2 separate regions of the Pan troglodytes genome follow, and region 2 is linked to region 1. A link is a contact called in public HiChIP or PLAC-seq data. All regions are on one chromosome and are shown on one strand. The core of a region is the stretch at or near the end of the contact, and the rest is flanking DNA. Distances in the headings are between cores, read along the strand shown. Region 1 holds the start of COPS8 (COP9 signalosome subunit 8). Region 2 holds the start of PRLH (prolactin releasing hormone).

Region 1 (6,956 bases), core at 3,374-5,873:
TTTTACTTAAGATAACACAGAGGATAGGGGAGAGGAAAAAATCAGATATGCATTTGTTTCAGGTGGGCAGAGGGATTGCTTTGAGTTATGCCCTATGTCCCCGCACCTGTGAAGATAAGCTATTAATTTACATTGCCATGGTGAACTTTAACATAAATGCTTTAGGGTAAAGATCTTGGGGCCCACAGGGGAGGTGTGTAGCTTTTCACATGTGTAGCCATCTTATTTAGGAACCAAAATGGGAGGCAGGCTTGCATGACCCACTTCCCAGCCTGACTTTTCCCTTTGGCTTAGTAAGTTTAGGATACCAAGATTTATTTTCCTTTCACAATTAGTTCTACCTGTTTTTTTTTTCTTTTTTGGTGAATTTCTTATATACAAGATCATGTCATCTTTAATAGATATAGCTTTACTACTTCCTTTCCAATTTGGATGCTTTCCATTTATTTTTCTTCCCTAATTGCACTGGCTAGAACCTGTAGTACACTGTTAAATAAATATGGCAAAAGCAGACATTCTTGTCTTCTTCCTGATCATAGAGAAAAGCCATCAGTCATTGACCATTAAATGTAATGTTAACTGCAGGTTTTACATAGGTGTCTTTTATCAGTTTGAAGACGTTCCCTTCTCTCCCTAGTTCAGTAAGTGTTTTTATTATAAAAGGAGGTTGGATTTTGTTTTATATATGTATTCTGCATCTATTGAGATGAACGTGTGTTTTGATCCATTATTCTGTTGATATGGCTTATTACACTGATTGGTTTTTGGATGCCAGAGCCATTACTCTGGCACATGGCAGGAATGGTAGCCTCTGATCTTCTCAGCTTTTCTACTGGACACAGAATATATGTTTACCCCAGAAAGCAAGCTGGAGTGAGGGCAATTAGGACCCCTGTATTCCAGACCTGTTATGCCTAGTGTATAGTCTCCATCCATGAGTGGGAGCTTGGTGGAGGAAGGGAGCCTCCTGCCTCTTGGCCACAGTTAGCTGGAATTCAGCGTTAAACTTGGAGTTGGAGTGGATGAGAAATGCTTGCAACCTTCGCCTTCTTGTGAGACACCTTATCCCTTGTTCAATAGCGGAAGGGAGAGTAAGCCCCATCTTCTTGACCACATCCACCCACAGTGGAGCTTCTATGAAGCTGAGCTAGGTGCGGGGCTGGAAAGAGCAGATTATGGCTCAAATGCCACACACTCTCTCTGTTCTTACCAAGTTGTGATAGATTTTATTGAATAATTTTTTTTCATTTTTTATATACCTTTAAGATAATTTCCAGAAACTTTTAAGTTTTCTTAGAAATTTTCTCCAGCTATGGTTGTTTCAGTGGGAAGTGTGTCCACAGAAGTGGAACTCCCCTTCGTGCACTTTTTAAACTCTAGGGGTGGTAATGATGTCAACTATTGTGAGCCCTGGGGTACTATCCTTTGTAGTTTTCCAGTATCTTGCCAATACCTTTGTAAATAGCCATTTTATTAAATTTTCCTCAAATTGCCCAATCTGAGATATGGTTTGGCTCTGTGTCCCCACCCAAATCTCATCTCGAATTGTAATCCCCATGTGTCAAGGGAGGGAGGTGATTGGATCATGGAGGCGGTTCCTCCCATGCTGTTCTCATGATAGTGAGTTCTTATGAGATCCGACGGTTTCGGGGTTTTTCTGTGTGTGTGTTTGTTTGTTTGTTTTTGAGATGGAGTCTCACTCTGTTGCCCAGGCTGGAGTGCAGTGGTGCGATCTTGGCTCACTGCAACCTCCACCTCCCAGGTTCCAGGGATTCTCCTGCCTCAGCCTCCCGAGTAGCTGGGACTACAGGTGTGTGCCACCACACCCAGCCAATTTTGTATTTTTTTGGATTTCATCGTGTTAGCCAGGATGGTCTTGATCTCCTGACCTCATGATCCGCCCACGTTGGCCTCCCAAAGTGCTGGGATTACAGGCGTGAGCCACCGCGCCCAGGTGAGATCTGACGGTTTTATAAGTGTTTGAGAATTCCTCCTTTGCTCTTCTCTCACCTGCCTCCATGTAAGATGTACCTGATTCCCCTTCTGCCATGATTGTAAGTTTCCTGAGGCCTCCTCAGCCATGTAGAACTGTAAGTCAATCAAACGTCTTTCCTTTATAAATTACCCAGTCTTGGGTATTTCTTTATAGCAGTGTGAAAACAGATGAATACACTGCATATTCCATATGTTTCCTGCTACAATCCAGACCGACATAATGGGAGTGTTGTGGGCACAGAGGTGACCCGGGCTCATCGTCCGTTCTCCTCTCCCACTCTTTCTCCCACACTGACCGACTCATCCACATCCCAGAGCTTCAAGAGCAGGTTCATGGGCCAAAGAGCCCCAGGAAGGGAGATGGGCCACTTGATGAATGCTTGCTGTGGTTTCTTCACGACATGAATCAGACAGATCATGTGGCCCTAGACCCAGCCACGGAAACTGTGATCCCGAAGCAAATGGGCAACCAGTGTGAAACTGGCGGGAGCACACCTGAGGCCCTTGTGACATCACTTCTTCAGGGACCTTATTCATAATAAATGACTCTATAGTTCCCAGGAGCAAATGGAGAAGAAGACTTTGAAAGGGAAGAAAATAGGACCAAAAAACGTCAAATTTCAGAGTTTTGAGTTAGCTATTGTGCTAGTCCATTTTTGCGTTACTATAAAGAAATACTTGAGACTGGGTAATTTATGGAGAAAACAGGTCTATTTTGGCTCATGATTCTGTTGGCTGTATAGGAGGCATAGTGCCGGCTTCTGCTTCTGGGAAACCTCAGTAAATTTCCAATTATGGTGGAAGGTGAAGGGGGAGCAGGCATGCCACATGGCAAGACAGGGAACAAGACAGAGGGAGGAGATATCGTGCTCTTTTAAACAACCAGATATCACGTGAACTGCTAGAGTGAAAACTCACTCATCACCAAGTGGATGGCATTAAGCAATTCGTGAAAGATCCATCTCCATGATCCAATCACCTCCCATGAGGCCCTCCTCCAACACCGGGGATCACATTTCAACACGAGATTTGGAGGGGACAAACATCCAAACTGCATCAGCCATCCTAGTACAATTTCCAACCTCCTCAATCACTGTGCTTCTCCCAGAGAAGAGTTATGGGAAAAAGGCCAGCTTGCACAAGAAGACCAGGTGTGGTAATGGGTCTGAGACCCCCATCCTACAGCCTCCGGAGTGCATGATTCCCTTCAGCACGCTGACCCCATCCCTCATTGCAAGAGCAGAGAGAAACGCAGTCCTTCCCACTCCAAAGCCAGCATCTCCAGGAACAGAGGGTCCTTGTGGGTGCCTCTCATTGACTTTCTTGCTTCTTCCCAGTCTCGATCCCTCTTCTGAGTCGCACCTCCGGAGATGACAGCCTTTTACACCACACTGCCCTTTCCTGTACCCCTTCACTTCTCTCATTTACTATCAAAAGTCTGGGGGGAAAGGTGGCTCCAGCACAGTACAGTGACAACTTAAAACTGAATGTCAACCATCACAGCCCTGAAGACACTTCAGTGCTTCACTGCCACTTGGAGTTCCCAGTGTCCAGGCCAGGGTCTCACCTTAGACCCCAACTGCTCCCAGAGACTCCTCTCTGCCCCCCAAGGACTCTCCTCCTACCCTCTCTGGCACCCAGGCTCCAACTCCCAAATTCCTGTACTGGCCTTCCAAAGAACAGCTTAGTCCTTTAAGTGACACCCCATCTCCACCTCTAACCTGTGATATGTATCAAAAGCCTCACCGAGATTTCCTATTCAGCAAACAGCCACCTTTGTAGGTTTCCACCTCTTAGAGGCCCAAAGCACCTGCCAAAGCGTTCACATTATAGTTTTCCCTTTAAATGATCAAATAGCCAAGCAGGGCTTCTATTGAATATTTCTTTGCCCGAAAAGGGTTAGAGACCATTATTACAAGCTTCAAAATCCTGCTCCTCATAGTTCTGTCAAGTGATCTTAGAATCATACTGCCCTCAGTCCTTCTCTTCCTTGCAGCCGTGGATGAAACTCTGTTGCTTTATTACTCCAAGATCTCTCTAGTTCTGCTAACTACTTATGTGCCCTTCTATTTAATGTTGGCAGTTCCTTGAGGAACACACTAGTGTTTTTTTTTTTCTTTACATTTCATTCAGGGAATTACTAAACAATCATTTCCACACAGAGATGTTGTGGATTACGCCAAAAAAAAAAAAAAAATCAAGGATGGCTGTTTCTGTCTTGAAATGCTTAATAATTTTATCTGTAAACTTGTGGTTTGTAAGTGAGGTCCATTAAGACAATGGAGCATGAGCCAGGGAAACGGGCCTCTACGTGTGGCCACTGATGTTCCATACAGCATTCATAATGCACCATGCACACTGAATTCCCTGTGGACCCCTGATGTTGCGAGGCCAGCAAGACTCAAAGTGAGCACAAGGTACTCGTGCTGTATCTACAACTGAGGGAGCTGGGTGCTGACACCCCGAAAGGCCACACTTTTCCCCTTAAGAGAGTAAACTTGTTTCGAAGGCAGAAAGAAGGCAGTGGTGTCTTAAGAAGCATGAAGAAACCATATTGTATGAGTCATGGTTCTCTAGAGGGACAGAACTAATAGGATATATATATATATAGAGAGAGAGAGAGAGAGAGAGAGGAGTTTATTAAGTATTAACTCACATGATCACAAGTCCCACAATGGGCAGTCTTCAAGCTGAGGAGCAAGGAGAGCCAGTCCAAGTCCCAAACTGAAGAACTTGGAGTCCGATGTTCGAGGGCAGGAAGCATCCCGCGTGGGAGACAGATGTAGGCTGGGAGGCTAGGCCAGTCTCTCCTTTCGCATTTTTCTGTCTGCTTTACATTTCTAGCTGCACTGGCACCTGATTAGATGGTGTCCATCTAGATTAACAGTGGGTCGGCCTTTCCCAGGCCACTGACTCAAATGTTAATCTCCTTTGGCAACACCCTCACAGACACACCCAGGATCAATACTTTGCATCCTTCAATCCAATCAAGTTGACAGTCAGTATTAACCATCACACATATCATATATTTTCTTATTCATGCACTTCTTTATATTAGACACCTGATCATGCCAAAAGGCCAGTCCATAGTTCTTTTGCTTTTCAGTCCTTCCTTACGCATCGGTGAGTCCCAGGTCGAGAGTAGAGGCAGAATTCGTGCACATAAAGTGCGATGAAAACGGGCAAGTTAACTTTGTGCAGCATCTGTTTTTACCAGCGTGGTTCTGGTAAAAACAAAATCTATATGCATGTATAAGCTATGAAGTACAAATTGCATAATTTCTGTGATTCCACATATGAGATCAGTGCACTTATATTAGTATTTAAAACTGGCATTGCACAACGTAAAGATGGATGGTGAACTTCATGCTAACAATTTAAATCTAAATTTTTCTTGGAATGATATTAAATAACACATAAAAACACTATGAAAAGGGAGAAACTGAGAGGAAAGAGAAAGTTTTATATTTTATGACCTCAGAGGCACTTTCTTTCTGTTTTTTGAACAAGGAAGCTCCGCACTTTTCTCTGAGCTCCACAAATTATGCAGCCAGCCTTGCAGCAGGCAACACATCAAAGCCTCTTTCCTGGGGGTCTAGTGAGGGATGTAAAACACAAATATGTTAATAAATAATATACAATATAATGTCGCTAACAATAAGTGCTGTGCTAAACAAAAGCCAGGATGGCTACAGCAAGCCGGAGGGGAGCTGAGAATTAGATGTAAATTCTGAGGGATGGGAAGGGCCCTAGATTTTAGGGCGTTGTGCAGAAGAGTAACCAGATCTGCTCTACGTTTCAGGAAAGAAAAAAAAATTCCCTCTGGCTGCGGTTCCGAGAATAGCCTGGAAGGAGGCAGGGGTCCCGGCTGGAGAAGCGTGGCTCCGGGGTGGGGCGTGCAGGGCGAGCCCGGGCGGGGGACGCTGCCCAACAAGCAGGTGTGGGAGACTCACACCTTAGATTCTGAGTTTTTAAGCTTGTCTCCTCAAAGCAGGGAACTCAGGAACGTTTCGTGAGCACCTACGGTATGCAGGGTACGGTGCGGAGCCCTAGCGTCACTGACGACCAGGACAGCCGAGCAGCTGCAGGATCCGTCGTGTTGCCCAGCAATTTTAATATTTAAAAATTCGTTACTGTTGCTGTTACTTGTTTTCTATGTATTGGATGTCTTCGTGAAGAACCCTCAAAAGTGCAACGAACTCCTCCCTGCCAGAGGGCGGCCGCGCGCTCTGAGTACAGCTTCCCGCGAAGCCGGCCAGGTCCTCCAGGGCACCGAGAGAGCCGGCCAGAACGGCGGCGCCCTATCCCGGCCGCGGCGTGTCTGACGGCGCCCCGGAACTGACGGTCTGGTACGCAGGGGCGCTCGGCGGCAACGGCGGCTTTCAACGTCATCGCGGGCGCGACGCCTGAGGGACAGGCTGGGGTTTGGCTGTCCGGAAGGTGCAGCGGCGAGGCCGGCCGCGAAGATGCCAGTGGCGGTGATGGCGGAAAGCGCCTTTAGTTTCAAAAAGTTGCTGGATCAGTGCGAGAACCAGGAGCTCGAGGTAACCCTTTGCGTCGCGCTGGGAGAAACTGCGGAGTAGTCTTAGGCCCCGGGGCGGCACCAGTTTCCAGGGTAACGGGGTCTGAGGCTCGCGGGCTTTGGGAGCTCACGGGGCGGGCGCGGGAGGTGGACGTGTGGATCCCTGACCGCCGCAGCCTGCTCCGACCTAGCCCGGTCTCCCCGAACTCGCCGGGACCTTTTTGTTATGTGTCTTCAGCCTGTGAGCCCGAAAACCCTGTGCGTCTTTGCTCCAGCACCTACCGATGAGCTCATATTAATTAGGCATCTTTCCTTCCCAGTATCGGGTTGGGAGAGGGTAGTAATGTGGGTTTTATTAAAGATCTTGGTATACACACACACACTAACACACACACCGCAACTCACACACACACCAAGAAAAATGTGACCGTTGTAACCT
Region 2 (6,820 bases), core at 553-3,052, 480 kb after region 1:
TGAGCATCAATGTACATGTGACCGATCCCGTTAGAGGCTGACGCGCACAGAAGCCTCTCACTTAACACCTCATTGCGCAGAGGAGAGAATGGGGTCACAGGCGGGTGGGGGACCATGCAGAGAGCCAGGTTTAACTGCTGTTTCTGTGCTTATTCCCACCCCAGCACAGATCAGAGGAACACGTGGAGATCTATGTGGCTATGTGCACACGCACATCTACACACATACATACACATCTACACACTCACACACAACTACACACACACATCTACACACATAAACACACACATCTACACACATACATACACTCACACACAACTACACACACTCACACACATCTACACACATACACACATCTACACTCATACACACATCTACACACATACACTCTCACACACATCTACACACGTACACACACATCTACACATACACATCTACACACACATCTACACACATACATACACTCACACACATCTACACACATACACTCACACACCTACACTCATACACATCTACACACATACACTCACACACATCTACACACACATCTACACACGTACACTCACACCTACACACATACACATCTACACACATACACTCACACACATTGACACACATACACACATCTACACACATACACTCAGACACCTACACACATACACAGCTACACACATACAGTTACACACATCTACACACACATATACACACACATCTACACACATACACACATCTACACATATACACACACATCTACACACATACACACATCTACACACTCAGACACATCACACATACACACGCATCTACACAATACACAGACACATCTACACACATACACACATCTACACACACACACACATCACACATACACATCTGCACACATACACTCACACACACATCTGCACACATACACACATATCTACACACATACACTCACATACACATCTACACACATACACACAATCTACACTCATACACACATACACTCACATCTACACACATACACATCTACACACATACACATCTACACATACACACATCTACACACATACATACACTCACACACATCTACACACATACTCACACACCACTCATACACACATCTACACACATACTCACACACATCTACACACATACACACACACCTACACTCATACACACACATCTACACACACTCACACACATCTACACACGTACACTCACACCTACACACATACACATCTACACACATACACATCTACACACACACACATCGACACACATACACACATCTACACACACACATCTACACATACACACATCTACACACATACACTCACAACTACACACATCTACACATACACATCTACACACATACATACACTCACACACAACTACACACTCACACACATCTACACACACTCACACACATCCACACACATCTACACACACTCAGACACATCTGCACACATACACACGCATCTACACAATACACACAGACACATCTACACACACATCTACACACATACACACACATCTGCACACATACACACATACACACACATACACACACACATCTGCACACATACACACATCTACACACATACACACCTGCACACATACACACACACATGCACCCATGTGCACATACACCCTCTTGTACACATATACATACACAGATGTGCACTCACATGCACACAGGCTCGTGCACATACTTCTCTCTCACACACAGTGCTCACTCTACCCAAGGTCCCAGCTCCGTGCACACGCACCCTGATGCCTGTGTGACGCTGCTCCTGCCCCTTCTCCCCCAGGCCGTGTCCTCCTCATTTGGATCTCCCCTCCAGCGGGGCCTCCTCGGAGGAGCCAAGGGATGAAGGTGCTGAGGGCCTGGCTCCTGTGCCTGCTGATGCTGGGCCTGGCCCTGCGGGGAGCTGCAAGTCGTACCCATCGGCACTCCATGGAGATCCGCAGTGAGTGCCTGGACCCCTGTCAGCCTCCCTTACCCCACCCTCCCTCACCCCAGAACCTGGTGCAGCCTGGTCGCTCGAGAACCTGGCAGGAACGGGGTGCGCGGGAGGAAAGGGAAGTCAGTCTTGGTGCTTTTCTGAACTCCTGCTTCCCAAAGCCAGCCCACGCCCAGAAATGGCCTCGCCAGAACCTCTGGGTGCCTGTTCCTTGGGTGGCTCCCAGCATGGCCTGGCGACTGGGCTGAGAGGCCCTGCCTGTGCACTCTGCCCCGCTGCCTCTGGGAGCACACAGCACACCCTGGGGACACGTGCCCATGGTCTGCTCCAGCTGTTTCCTTTCCAGCCCCTGACATCAATCCTGCCTGGTACGCCAGTCGCGGGATCAGGCCTGTGGGCCGCTTCGGTCGGAGGAGGGCAACCCTGGGGGACGTCCCCAAGCCTGGCCTGCGACCCCGGCTGACCTGCTTCCCCCTGGAAGGCGGTGCTATGTCGTCCCAGGATGGCTGACAGCCAGCTTGTCAAGAAAATCACTCTGGAGCCTCCCCCACCCCACCCTCTCCTCTCCTTTGGGCTCCTTTCCCTTCAATCCTAATAAAAGCTCTGGTCTTCAGTTACACATTCACGACTGTGTGGTGGTGACTGTGAAGTTGTTCCCTCCTGGGACATTAGACTAGAAAGAACCTCAGAGCCCAGCAACTTCTTTGGAAGAAAAGGCTTTGTGACTTGGCAGAGGGCACTTGGCACTGAGTTGGGGCGCTGGGACTACCCTTGGTCACCGGCAGCCCACAGCCACCCCCACACCCAAGCTGCCCTGAGTGGCTGCCCAGGCTGTCCACTGCAGAAGGCCAGGAGGTGCCACGCGTCATACTCTGCAGGACACTGTCCCCATAGGAGGGTAGCACAGCCCCCAGCCTGAGCCCTGGGCAGCCCCTCAACCTCAGTCCTTTTTATTTAGACTATTTTTCAGAGCAGCTTTAGGTTCACAGCAAAATTGAGTAGAAGGTACAGAAAGTTCCCATCCACCCCCTTCCCCCACATCCGCACAGCCTCCCCCATGATCAACACCCCCACCAAGGGTGCCTTTGTCCCAGTCGAGGAACCCACACTGACACATCCCCATCCCCATCCCCAACCAGCGTATGTCAGAGCCCACTCTCCACGCTGTGCATCCTGTGGGTTTGCACAAATGTACAACAACACGATGTGGCATCATGCAGAGTCGTTTAACTGTCCTAGAAGTCCTCTGGGCTCCACCTACTCATCCTCGCACCCCGCAACCCCTACAACTGCTAGTCCTCTCATCGCAGTCTGTCTTGCCTCCCTCTTACTCAGGGAAGATGCATCATGGATTGTTTCTGACCCATGGCAGGGAGACTTGAACCTAGATTGCTCCCACGCCACGTGCGTCCCTTTCAAATCACACGGGGATGTCTCCACATCCTGCCTCAGGTGTAGCTTAGGTTGGCATTGGGGGCACATTTGCACCACCTGGGAGATTGAGTTCATCCCGTGAATCACTGAGCCTCAGTTTCCACAACTGCATGCCACAGAACAGCAACGCTTACCTCATTCCTCAGCTCCGTGGGCGTGGCACCTGCACGCCAGCCGGCACAGGGTGGGTGCTCTGTGAGTGCAAGCCCCTTCCCCAAGGCCCATCCTCCACCCAGCCATGTAACAGGCTTCACCAGCTCCCTCCAACCCAAAGCTTGGCCTGGACTCTTGCTGGACCCTGCCTGCAGATGCTGATCTCAGGAGCCCATCCTGACCACAGCCCTCTTGGCCATCCATGCTCAGAGGGGCCAGTGGCAAGGCCCAGACCACCTACACGGGGCTGAGTTGGGGTGACTGCACCTCCCCAGCTACAGGGGAGCCCCTCCAGCCCTGAGCACCTCGCCAGGGTAGAGTGAGCCTGCAGGAACAGGAAGGGGGGAAGGCCTGCTCCTAAGGCAGCAGGGGCTGGGTCAGGCCTTAAAGAGGCCACAGCCCTCAAAAAGTTAAACACGGAGTTATCAAACGACCCAACAATTCACCCCAGGTGTAGACCCTGGAGAACTGAGGGCAGGTGCTCAGCACATCACAGCAGCGTTTACAGCAGCACCCTTCCCAGTAGCCAAAGGGTGGACATGACCTGAATGCCCATTGCCTTAGTCAGTTCGGGCTGCTCTAATAAGATAGCATAGGCACAGAGGCTCAGCCAGTAAACACTCACTCCTCACAGTTCTGGGGGCAGGAAGTCCAAGATCAAGGTGCTGGCTGATCCGACACCTTGATCCAACACCATCTTCCTGGTTGACAGACACCGTCTTCTCGTTATATCCTCACATGGCAGAGAGCAGAAACAGGAAGCAAGCTCTCTAGCCTCTTCTTATGAGGGCACTAATTTCATCCATGAGGGCTCCACCTTCATGACCTAATCTCCTCCCAAAGACCCGATCTCCTAATACCACCATAATGGGGGAGGATTTCAACATATAAATTTGCAGTGGCGGGGACACAAACATTTCATAACACCCATCAACAGAAGAGTAGAAAAACACAGCGTGGTCTATCCATGCAATGGAATATTACTCAGCCATGAAAAGGAATGGACCACTGATACATGCCACAACACGGATGAACCTTGGAAGCATCATGCTAAGTGAAAGAAGCCAGGCACAAGAATTCAAATGTTGTATGATTCTGTTTATATAAAAACGTTGTATGACATTGCATATTCTATGGAAGTAGATTCATGGCTGTCAGGGGATAGGGAAGAGGGGTGGGGGGATGACTGCTTAATGGATATGGGGGTTCCCTTTTGGAGGTGGTGAAACGTCTTAGAACTGGACCACGGCAGTGGCTGAAGAACAGAGTGAATGTACTAGAAGCATATTTTCAGCATCCTTCTCCCAAGAATAAGGCCAGTCTCCTACATAGCCATAAACTTATCACACCTGAACAAACCGTTGTAGTAATTTCACAATATCATCTAGTTTTTAGTTTGTACTCAGAAATCCCCACATGTAGCAAGACAGTCTTTTTCCCCCAACAGGCTCTAATCTAAAAAATCCCCACATGCAGCAAGACAGTCTTTTTCCCCCACCAGACTCTAATCTAAAAAATCCCCACACGTAGCAAGACAGTCTCCTTTTTCCCCCACCAGACTCTAATCTAAAAAATCCCCACGTGTAGCAAGACAGCCTCCTTTTTCCCCCACCGGGCTCCAATCTGCATTCACAGTCAGTTGTTTCTCTTTGATTTCCGACCAGTTAATTTTTTATGTTGTCCTGGTGTTGAATTTTTCAAGCACCCAGATGAGTCGTCTTGGAAAATGCTCCACCTGTGTGATTTGTAAGTCGTTCCCCCAAGGTGATGTACCTGTTCTTCCGTTCCCTGTACTTCCTGTCATCAGAGAGGGGCATCCAGGATCTTGCCTGGATTCAGGTCATGCACTGTGGACCCAAAAACTCTGTGTCCTTCCCACTGCATCATATCTGACCATGGGATCCTGGGCTCCCTCTCTGACAGTGCTATTTGACCCTGTGGTAGAGACAGATCTCTTCATTGCAAGAGGTTTTTTCCTGTGTGATCAGTGTGAAATCTGTGCTGGGGCCAGGGCCCCATGGCCAAATCCTGTTTCCCAGCCAGCTTGCGGCCTGAGATGTCAGTGTCCCCTGACTACTCATGCCAGGCTCAGCTGCTGCACCACCAGTCACCCCCACACCATGGTGATTCTCTAATTCCTTCCACAGTCATTAGTTGGATTCTTCCAGAGAAGATATTTCTTTTTTTCTTTTTTTTCAGAACTTTATAATTTTTGACACTCGAATTGGCCTAAATTTGGCTAGTGGGAGTCCTAAACAGGGAATAAATTTTTAAAAAATTAAAAAGAATAGTTCTGTGAGTCAGCCACTCTGGGAAACGCAGACCCATCAGAAGAATGGGATGGGAACATACTCAAGAGGAAACAAGACAGGGCGGGCACGGTGGCTCACCTGTAATCCCAGTACTTTGGGATGCCGAGATAGGTGGATCACCTGAGGTCAGGAGTTCGAGACCAGCCTGGTGAAGCCCCATCTCTACTAAAAATGCAAAAATTAGCCAGGTGTGGTGGCGGGCGCCTGTAGTGCCAGCTACTTGGGACTGAAGCAAGAGAATCACTTGAACTTAGGAGGCAGAGTCTGCAGTGAGCTGAGATCCCATCACTGCACTACAGCCTGGGTGACAAGAGCAAAACTGTCTCAAAACAAAAAAAAAAAAAGAGAGAGAAAGAGAGAGAGAAGAAAAGGTTAGCATCACAGGCTGGGATGGCAGGGGCTCCCAGGGCCACTCATCAACATTGCCATGCCTCCGGCATCCACCACCATCCCCCACAGGCAAACAACAGCTCACGAGAAGACCCAGGTCCAAACTCAGGCTAAGCAGGGCTGGAGCTGCTTCCCCAGCAGCAGCCTGGACAGTGGGTGCATGGACCAGCTTCTCCCAGGATCTGGGGCCAGTGGGGTCCTGGACCCATTTATCCTGAATCATCTGCGACACAAATGTCTGCGGCCCTGCTGGGGCCTCTCCCTGTGTGCTTGCAGAAATAGGGCCTTCCTGCCTGCTGCCCCACCCCAGCCCCGTTTCGGGACAGGAAGATAAGGTGGTGGAGCACTGACACAGGTGAGTCTTTCACACGCAGGTGTCAGGGGCGGCGGGGGCTGTTTTCAGGAAGGCCTGCCTGTTCTTTAGGTCTCTAGGGAAAAAAAACATGCTTTCCTCCCTTTGTTGGATACACATGTGTTGAGTGCCTGGTGTGTGCCAGACAGTGTAGAGGACCCTGGGAATCCCACAGAAATCAGGACAGACAGAGGCCCTGCCCTCACTGAGGTTCTCAGCCTCACCTATGCTCA

What was found. HiChIP or PLAC-seq counts read pairs in DNA pulled down with a chosen protein or histone mark.
Region 2: a contact with region 1 is called in an H3K4me3 HiChIP or PLAC-seq map of stem cell-derived excitatory neurons, with 11 times the contacts expected there. The contact joins the promoter of PRLH here to the promoter of COPS8 in region 1. A contact is called at or near these places in 1 of 7 Hi-C or Micro-C datasets (stem cell-derived neural progenitor cells) and 1 of 1 datasets of contacts at active chromatin or transcription factors (stem cell-derived excitatory neurons).

The regions. Positions count from the first base shown.
Region 1 is chr13:139,249,413-139,256,368 of NHGRI_mPanTro3-v2.0_pri, forward strand. COPS8 (COP9 signalosome subunit 8) reads left to right here and starts at 4,624. Exons shown (of 8, transcript XM_516177.9): 1 at 4,624-6,539. The coding sequence starts at 6,462. It overlaps LOC104005428 (a long non-coding RNA gene), which reads right to left and starts at 5,300. Exons shown (of 3, transcript XR_010149945.1): 1 at 4,652-5,300. LOC112208361 reads right to left here and starts at 2,414. Exons shown (of 4, transcript XM_063790316.1): 1 at 2,292-2,414. The coding sequence starts at 2,414.
Region 2 is chr13:139,736,297-139,743,116 of NHGRI_mPanTro3-v2.0_pri, forward strand. PRLH (prolactin releasing hormone) reads left to right here and starts at 1,803. Exons shown (of 2, transcript XM_016950786.4): 1 at 1,803-1,952; 2 at 2,293-2,606. The coding sequence starts at 1,853. The coding sequence ends at 2,456.